Regions from separate parts of the Mus musculus genome. Here region 2 is linked to region 1. The links are chromatin contacts, called in public HiChIP or PLAC-seq maps. All regions are on one chromosome and are shown on one strand. The core of a region is the stretch at or near the end of the contact, and the rest is flanking DNA. Distances in the headings are between cores, read along the strand shown. Region 1 holds the start of Sox13 (SRY (sex determining region Y)-box 13). Region 2 has its middle 46 kb from the start of Sox13.

The links. HiChIP or PLAC-seq counts read pairs in DNA pulled down with a chosen protein or histone mark.
Region 2: a contact with region 1 is called in an H3K27ac HiChIP or PLAC-seq map of heart atrium, with 19 read pairs. The contact joins the enhancer-like site here to the promoter of Sox13 in region 1. A contact is called at or near these places in 4 of 39 promoter capture datasets (cranial neural crest, embryonic stem cells, frontonasal cranial neural crest and 1 more), 18 of 484 Hi-C or Micro-C datasets (LSK cells, the P5424 cell line, adipose-derived mesenchymal stem cells and 13 more), 16 of 115 datasets of contacts at active chromatin or transcription factors (the HPC-7 cell line, differentiating embryonic stem cells, embryonic brain and 11 more) and 2 of 9 other capture datasets (adipose tissue and pancreatic islet).

The regions. Positions count from the first base shown.
Region 1 is chr1:133,422,440-133,427,135 of GRCm38.p6, forward strand. Sox13 (SRY (sex determining region Y)-box 13) reads right to left here and starts at 1,773. Exons shown (of 14, transcript NM_011439.2): 1 at 1,437-1,773.
Region 2 is chr1:133,467,951-133,472,539 of GRCm38.p6, forward strand. No RefSeq gene overlaps it. Among named protein-coding and RNA genes, the nearest start is that of Sox13, 46 kb to the left of the region's middle. Within about 2 kb of position 2,916, at least 70 of the 459 cell types and tissues checked have an H3K27ac peak or open chromatin away from gene starts, as enhancers often do. A contact at or near this core is called in adipose tissue, adipose-derived mesenchymal stem cells, embryonic fibroblasts and 5 more, where this site is marked.

The DNA of each region.
Region 1 (4,696 bases), core at 523-3,022:
GTTCCGTGGTACAGGCCTTCCAAACCAGCATCCTTCAAACCATCAACATACACCAGCTTCAAAGATAGAAGCACAGATCCGCCCTTTTTTTAAACTGAGAAAGTACAGGCGATGTTTGGACATCGCCAGGATCAAGCGACCCATCTCGGTCAAGAACAAGACCCAAGTGTGTTGAATCTAGCACACAGTGAGGGACTTCCTACCGCATCAAGAAGTTGGAAACAGGGTCTCTGGGAACCTTGCTCGGAGTGGCAGCATCACTGACTGACTGCCTTAGGTCAGACCCCTCTGCCAGCGCCAGCGCTAAGGCGCCGGGCCCGGAAATTCCCACAGAGCTAAAGCAAACTTCCCAGGAAAACTCCTCAGTTTCCTCTAAGCTCTTGTCACGGAGATGCTGCCAAGAGCGCCAGCTGCTGGGGACCCTCCCAGGCTAGAGCCACCGCTCAAGCGCCCGGGGTCCTCCCGGAATGATCCAAGGCTGAAGTTCAAAATTCACGTCCAGCCCAAGCCGGACCCCCGGCCTCGCCAAGGACTCTGGGACAGCTCCCACTCTCCGTGCCTTTCCCCCCCCAGCTTCAAGTAATGAGGCACCTCCTGCCAGGACATGTAGGTTGGTTGCGGGGAGATCCCGCGGGCGACCCTAGAGCTCCTGGGGAATCTGAGCAGCCGCAGCTGGCGCGTGCAAACACACGCACGCACACACACACACACTCGCGTGAGTGTGTGTTTACGTACCGAACGTGGGATGGGAAAACAATGGCGAACCGCTGGGACTACGCGACCACCCCCCACCCCCATCCCATCAGTCCTGTGATCAATTTATTTCTACAGTGAAAGGGGCTGAAAGGCGCTTCTCCGACACTCCACCGTGGGACGCAGGGGTGGCAAGGGGCAGGCTGGAGTGAAGAGCAGCAAGGGCTGAAAAAATGGGAGGCGGCGCCCGGCTGGTCCGCGGGGAATGAACCGGAGCCGTGGGAAGGGCGCGCGCTGAACCCCGGCTGCCCAATGCACCCCGGGACCGGAGCTCCGCGTTGCGGGTACCCGAGCCCCACGTGGGGCTCGCACGGGGACATCTAAGCTCAGGCTGGGAGTGCTTAAACTGGGAGCGTTGGTCAGGCTGGGGCGAAAGACCTAAGGCCGGCGGGTCGCAAAGGGCGGGCGGGTAGAGGACCCCCGAAGCCCGGCTCGCGTGGCGCGCGCACGCCACCCCCAACGGCCTGTAGCCACTGCCCTCCAAAAGGACGCGGGATCAGCGCGGCGCCACCGGCCGGCGTTGTGAGGGGTCTGGTAGGATCGGCTCCGCCTGGCAAAAACTTTGCCCAAGATGGAAAGTCGCGCGGCAGAGAGCCAGCGTGTCCCTAGGAACGCGGGGGCGCGCGTGTCAAACTTCGCGAGGCTGGGGTGATGGGGCGCGCGGCGCGAAGGGGCGCACTTACTAATCGGTCGGGCGCGGGCCCGGGGTCGCAACTCCGCGCTCCGGCTTCTGCTCAGTGCGTCCCGGCAGCCAGCAGCCTGGCCTTCCCGCTCACATGCCCCGGCAACGCGGCGGGCAGCGGGCCGGGGCGGCGCGGCCGGGCGGAGGCACGCCCCCCGCCGTGGGCTGGAAGCGCTCAGGACCCGCGGCCCGCCGGGCTCCGCTGGCCACGGTCGCCGAGCTGAGGACGGGTCGGGCGGCGCCCTCCTCCGAGCCAGGCCGCTCGGCACTCTGCCCTCTGCCCCCGGCTGGCCGCCGCCGTGTTCCCTTCCGCAGTCCGGCTCCCGGACTCGCGGCCGCTGCGCCCGCCAGGCCGGCGGGCAGTGCGCTCTGCTCCTCCGCGCAGCTCCGAGCCCGCTGGGTCCAAAGCCAGGGCCTCCGAAGCTGAGCGCGCCGCCTCGGCCTTCGACCTCCGCCGGCCGCTCCGGAGCTCGGCTTCCAGGAGCCGCGCTCGTACACTTCAGTTCCCAGGCGGGACTGGAGCAGGGCGCTCGCCGCTCGCTTCTGCGAAAGCCACTCCGACAGCCTCCGAGGAGAAAGAGGGAGGGAGGGAGGGAGGGCGCGAGCGGGCGGGGGAGGAGGGAGGGTGTGGAGATGGAGGAGGGAGGGACAGAGCTTCCTCCTCCTCCTCCTCCTCCTCCTCCTCCTCCTCCTCCTCCTCCTCCTCCTCCTCCTCCTCCTCCTCCTCCTCCTCCTCCCAGCAGCTGGTCCAGCCAGGCCTCAACAGCTGGAGACCTGTGCTGGGAAGGGGACAGCAGAGGTTCTCCAGAGTGAGACCTGTGGAGATGTAGTGACCCACTGGATAGAGAAAATAGGGGGAGGAAGGTGAATTCTGCCTAGTCCCCTCGACCCAGGTTTGAGAGTTACTATGGGGAATTTTCATTCCTTTTAACAAGTCCAGTTCACAGCCTCCTCCAGAGACCCGAGATTGAACTTTATTTTTCTCACTGGTAAATCAGACTGGCCTCGAACTCACAGAAACCTGCTTGGCTCTGCCTCCAGGGTGCTAGGATTAAAGGCATGCTCCTTGAGAACTGCCCTTGGAGCTGGGAGTGGCTCATGCCTATAATACCTGGGAAGCTGAGGCAGGAGGATCTCAATTTGAAACCAACCTGAGGGCAAGGAGAGACCTGCTTTGATGCGATCAGATCTCTGACAGCTTCCTAATGTCTAGCCACTCCCTAGCCCTGTCCTTTTTAGAATTTCTCCAACAAGTCCTTCCTTTCTTCCTGCCCCGTTTAGGAGGAAGGTTTGTTTGAAGAAGGGTTTCTCCTCATTCGGCCCATCTATTAAATGTCTACACCAAACCTGACCCAAGCAGATGCCAGGGATCACCAAGATGAATGACACAGTGGCAGCCCTTTCTGGATTCCCATGTTGTGAAGACTCTAATTCTACAAAGTGCTAGAGCCATAGGGTCTACCAAGGATGCTAAGCTATGGGGACTTGGATCAGAGTCTCCTTAGAAAGGCCACAGTTTGAAGTACGTCTTGAAGACCTGTGGGAGCAGGGCTGGTTGAAGGAACGCCCATTGTGGGACTGTATGACCCTCTCCCTCTCGAGTGGTGGCCAAGCAGGAAGCTTCCACAGGATGCATGCATTTCATCAGTCCCTGCTTCCCTGCCTGGGTGACAACTCTTCCATAGTCTTCTGTCTTTTGGGTCTCTGTCTGGTACCAGCTTCTCAGGCAATCTTTGAGGATCAAATCATGGCCAGGAGCTCCATCCATGGGCTCTGAGAACCCCACAGGTCATTTGCCTGTCTACACTGTGACATTGAGATGGTAAACTCTTTGGGACAGGGAGGGATGTGCCTCTTGTTCATGGTTAGATCCTATGTGTCTAGATGGGACTTGGCAAAGAGGAGGCCCATAATACATTCGTGTTTATCAGTTAGCTCTTTACAAAGAAAGGGGTTCTAAGCAGGGCTCTGGTGCAATCAGTGTAGCTGAGGTACAGAGGTTGGCCAATGAGGAGCTTCAGAAGGAAGGATGAAGACCTGAGCCAAGGTAGGGCTAGAGTGTGGGAAAGCAGATGGGAAAGGCCAATGGTAACTGTTGAGGGTATGGTTTTAGGGAGACTGGGTGGGATCATTTCAGAAGCCAGGAAAGAATTATCCAAGGGCCACCTTCTTTCTCTCCTCCCAGACAGCATGTCTGTGCACCCATATCTTGTGGTTTCCCTCTGGCCCCTGGTCAGCTTCAGTGGTGCACTTCTCTGTGGGCCCCTCCCTGTCCCTGCCATTAGCTACAGCAGATGGAGACAGACAAGAATGGAGTTTGAACTGGGTGTGCAGTTACTCTCCTTTAACCCCAGCCTCAGGAAGCAGAGGCAGGTAGATCTCTATGAGTTTGGAAGTAGCCTGATCTACATAGTGAGACACTGTCATCATCATCATCAACAATAATAACAGCATAATAAGTTAAGACAAAATAAAAACCTTGGCATCTCTAAAAACAACAACAGGGAGCCTAGAAGTGCATGCTCCTGTCTCCATCACTCACCGCCTGGCAGTTCATTTCTAACACAGCCCTCCCAGTCACTGCCACCAAATTAAGCTATGAAGTGTCTGCTGCTGACATGGCACTGTTTTCCCATAAAATGTCTGGTGCCACCTTACTGACTTTGTGGCACCAGTATCCTTGGCATCATTTTAGATGTGGGGGGTGGGCAGCTAGAGACAGTAAGTGGAGGGAGGAAACTAATGAAGGATGCTAGGTCTTTCTTATGACCACACCATCAAATGTATACCTCTAATATCAAATGCATACCTTGTAATACTCATTCTGCACCCCCACACTCCAGAATATTCTCCAGCCTTGCAGCATGTTCTTTCTCAGCCTCCCTTGTTTATGTCTTCCCTAAGCACCATCTCGAGGGGCCTGTTCTTCTGAGGTGTTCTCCCATGCCCCACTTTCCTGCCTGTCTACCTTCTATCCTAAGATGAAAAAAAAATATTTTGAGACAAGGGCTCATATAGCCCAGGTTATCCCCAAACTCTATAGGCCGAACTTGAATTTCTGGAACTCCTGCTTCTGCCTCCCAAGTGCTGAGATTAGAAGAGGATCACAACATGGGAAGGTTTGTGCGGGGCTGGGGATGGAAACTAGGTTCCTCCTGCATGCTATTGCAGCACTCTACCAACTGAGCCACACCTCCAGCCCCCCAAGACAAAATTTTATCTGTTTTCAAAATGTTGAGTACTGTTATTGGGTCCAAACTC
Region 2 (4,589 bases), core at 1,666-4,165, 47 kb after region 1:
ACGACTGCTGGTCTCCATGAAACCTGTCCCCACTGCACTGTTGGGGAAGAGGCTCTGGAAGCAGGGCTCTCTTGCCACTCAGTCCCCAGAGTGAGGGGACGGCTGTCCTTGCTCACCACGACAGAGGTGGGATCTGAAGGCACGGCTTCAAGAAAGCTGAGTGAAGCTTGGACCTCTGGGGTGGGGGGTTGTGTCTGGATGGGGTGCATGCGTGGTAAGGAGTCCTGGTGCGGTCGGATTGGAGGCTACTGACGGCTCTGGCCTTGCCTGTTTCCCACCTCTCCACTCCTCAGGAAAAGGAGACTTCAGTCCTTTGTGAGGGGACCCTGAGCCCCCAGGCACTGACAGCCACTTGCAGGTCTCATTCCCCCGTTTGGAGTCGGTAGTGTGGGGACAGAAGAATCTGCAAAGCCCAGCTCCGAGCTATACTTGTAACCTGCTTCCCCCCAACCCCCACCCCTGCCCCAACACAAACTGATTCCTCCCAAAGCCTTTCAGTCTACCAAGGCCCAGGGAGAAGACCCCAGCACCCCTCTTGGTTTAAGGTCACTGTGTCCTGGCTGCTGGAGGGCAGCTCTGCTAGACTGGGAGGCCTAGCCATCCTTTGGGTAGCTTCTTTTTCTTTTCTGAGGTCCAATGGCAATGGCTAGAAAGGAGCCTTTATTACTCTTCCCTGAAGGTGTGCACACAGGGTTTCCTACACCAGTACAGACACGGAGAGCCAGACACCAGGGGAAGGGCTGCAGTGGTGTCGCTTCAGCCTCACCATCATTACAAGCCTCACCTCAGCAAACTCAGAGAGCTGGCGAGAGAGGAATACTGTTCAGCAGACAGGAAGGGGTGCTCACGCTGTGTCCTCGATATTCCTGGTCTGGAACAAAGAATTATTTGCTTAAAATTAAATCCCTGCCACTTGTAACAGCTTCCTGCTCCGGAGCCCAGGCGTTTCCCAAGCCTTCAAAAGTCCCACCACCAATTAATAGTTAAGGCTTGAACTTAAATTTTGAGGCTCCCCACCATTCAGGAATTTCCCCAGGGGAGGAAACTTTCCCAGGCACAGAGCACACTGGCTCCGGGGAGGGGAGGAGGGGGGAGCCAGCACAGCTTTCTCCTCCAAACCCCAGGGGTCTCTTCACAGTCAGGAAGAAATAACACAATAGCAATAAAAAAAAAACAAGAAGATAAGATGAGATAAAAGAATGCAATATAAAATTATAAAGGACAAAATGGAGATAAGGAACGATCAAGATAAGTAGAACAGAGCCAGAGGAGAAGAGGACCAGCGGAAACAAGAAATAAATGAGCTTTTAAAAATCATACAAGAAAATATAATCAACAGTTCCTAGGATTACAAGCAGAGGTTAGAAAAACAAAGAAGTTTACGATGTCCAAACAGCCACAGCAGGGGAGTGAGCTCAACAGCCAGGCTGTCCTCCAGTGTCCCCCTACTCCCACAGAGTCAGAACTTGAACCCTTGGCCAACTCTGAGTCCCACCCCAAACTTCTGACTATGGCCGGCTTTAACCTAGTATCCAATCCATCCCTCTCTGCCAGAATTTTCCAAAACAAACATCCCTGAGACGTAGCAATGGGGAGGTCCACAGCTGCTCCATCTTAGTTCTGAAACCCAAAAGGCCCCCAAAACTAAACTAAACTCAAAACTCAGTTTAAAAGCTAAACTTATAATCATAACCAAGGAGAAGCTATCTACAGGGTGAATTCACCCTTGTCCTTGAAGAAATTTGAGTGTGTTTGACTAAGGGCACTGCAGCAGACCTGCATGGGGAACTGAGTGTGTGTGTGTGTGTGTGTGTGTGTGTGTGTGTGTGTATGTGTGTGTGCACTTTCTATTCTAAACCTTGCAGCACACTCAGCCTAATGTTTCCAATAAGGACTAGTGAGTCCAACCCAAAATCCTTTACCAGACAGACAAACAGATGAGTACTCTGACACAGTCACACAGTGGAATACTATACAACACTAACAATGACTTTGCACTGCTACCCACAAGTTAAGTTGAGAGAAAGAAGCCAAAGACCCATCTACCTGTCTGAGAGCTGATCATTACCTTGTTTCTGTTTATTTTTTTAATTACATTGATATAAAGTTCAAAAACAGGAAGCAGGCATTAAACAGAGGGCAGTCCCATGAGGACCTCTCCCAGCTGCCTTACTTAGCGCTGGGCAGCACAATAAGTGCTCACGTTGACAGCCCTGTCACCAATACAGGGCCACATGGCTCCCTTCCATCTCCCCTCGGCCTTTGTCTCAGCTCCTCTTTGTCTTCTGTGGTGGCTTTTGGGACAGTGGCAGTCTTGTCCTTTCACGCCTTTGTCCCAACTCCATTTGGGGTCCCTCTCCACCCTCTTCTCCGGCCATTCACACAAGCCTTTTATCTTTCTTCATCCCCTCCTCCTTGGCTGACAGGCTGCTGTCCCACATGGCCTGGTCTCTTCTTGTCCGTGTGTCTCCACGTCTGATCCTTGGGATCTGCTGGCTTTCGTCTTTGTTTGTCCTGTGGGGCTTTCTCTCTGCCTCTGCCTGGTCCTGCCGCCACCCTCCTGGTCCTTCTCCCTCTTCTCAAAGTCCTCTGTGGGACACTCACTTTTATCTCCCTTTGATTTGCTTGCTCTTCTTTGTAGAGAGGAATGAAAGGCTCAGCTAATTGTAGCAGTGGGGCAGTGCTGTCTGGCAATCCTTCCAGAATCTTCCCCACCAGGGCTGAGCAGAGGGAAATGAGGGCAGTTCAGCTCCCACCTCCTGGCCTGCTCCATCTCTCTGTCCCCAAGGGCCCCCCTGCCCCACTTGTCTCAAGGGGAAAAACAGACATGGAGTCCCCCAGTCTCACCCCAGGGAGCCTCCCTTGACTCTCCATTCAGTCCCTCTCTGCACCAGCCAGCGTGTCAGGAGCTATGTGTACTGGGCCGCCCACACAGAGGTTCACTCGTCGACAGTATGATGTCACTTTCAATAGGACTGACTTCAGAATGGCCCCCAGAGGCCAGGAACCAGCTAGCTCCTTTTAGAAATGACACTCAAGCCAGAAACTGAAGGAGGCTTAGAAGAATTGTTTGGGGCGGGGGGGGGGGGAGGGAGGGGAGAAGAAGGCATTTTTATCAGAGCATCCAGTTCATTTCAAAAGAGCATGACATCAAAACTGGCTATGGTCAAGGCATAACGGGGGTGGATGGTGCAGCCTTACCAGGAGCTTGGAGTTTATACTGCGGGTGGAGGAGGGGTCACTGACGTGTTCTCCATGGGGAGTGATAGGTCACATTTGTGTTTGGGGTGGTGTGGAATGAACGAGCTGGTTGGGAGATGCGGTCACTTCCTGTTGCAGCTGTAATAATTTAGTGGCTTCAGACATCACAGCTGTTCTATCTACAGTTCCAGAGATTGGACACCCAAAGTCAGACTGAATAGACTGATGTTAAGGGACAGGCAGGCTGGCTGCTTCTGCAGGTCCATGCGAACAGTCTGGCCTTCATTTCCAGTAGCACCTGGATGTCTTTGGCGTTCCTTGGGCCATGTGGTCTTGTCTCCATCTTCAAATGCCCCCTTCCTGGTCACTGATTCCCTGTCACCTCCCTCCGTTTGATCCTTTGTGATTACACTGAGAGATCTAAGACAAGCTTCCTTAATTAGGCTACATATCCACAGTCCCCTTGGAACATAAGATAACATACACCAAGGCTCTGGGGTTAGGATGTGAACTTCCTCAGGGTATTCATTTTTTTTCTCCTGGAGACTGTTTCGGTATTTCAGGCACAGGCTGGTGCAAGCTTAACCCCGTGGTAGCAGTGGGGGTGTGGCCAGGAGGACAGTCTAGAAGCAGACTGGTCATAGATGGAATGTGTACATGAGGTGGAGAAGAGGAACAAGCTAGGATCACAATTGGGTTTCTGGCTCTAGCAACTAACAAACTGGGGTTGTCACTTAGAAGAGAGAGAACAGAAGAGAAAACCCAGATGTGAAGAGGAGAACTGGAAGGTGGTGGGGGATGTTTGTTCCCCACTCAGAGACACCCAGGGAGCACTGTTCAGAGTGCAGAGGGAGCACTGTTCAGAGTGCAGAGGGACATGTGTCAGGAGTCCTAAGGAACTGAGTCTAGAAGAGGGGTTGAGGAGCTTGGATGAGTTATCCAGGAGTCAGCAAACTATGCCTAGCAGACTGGTAGCCTGTTTTGCAAATAAAGTTTTATTGGCACACAGTCAAAATGTTCACTGACATATTATCCACGGGCCTTGTCCACAATGGCAGCTTAATAAAGTTTCTGTTAAGAGTCTGCCTGGGGGGGCTGGAGAGATGGCTCAGCGGTTAAGAGCACTAACTGCTCTTCCGAAGGTCCTGAGTTCAAATCCCAGCAACCACATGGTGGCTCACACAGCCATCCATAATGAGATCTGATGCCTTCTTCTGGAGTGTCTGAAGACAGCTACAGTGTACTTACATATAATAAGTAAATAAATCTAAAAAAAAAAAAAAAGAGTCTGCCTGGTCCATGAAGCCATAGCTCTTTCAGGAAACCTTTGTGTTTGGGCTGGACATGCAGCCAAGTGGTAGAAGGCAGGCTTGGAAAGCTCAAAGCTC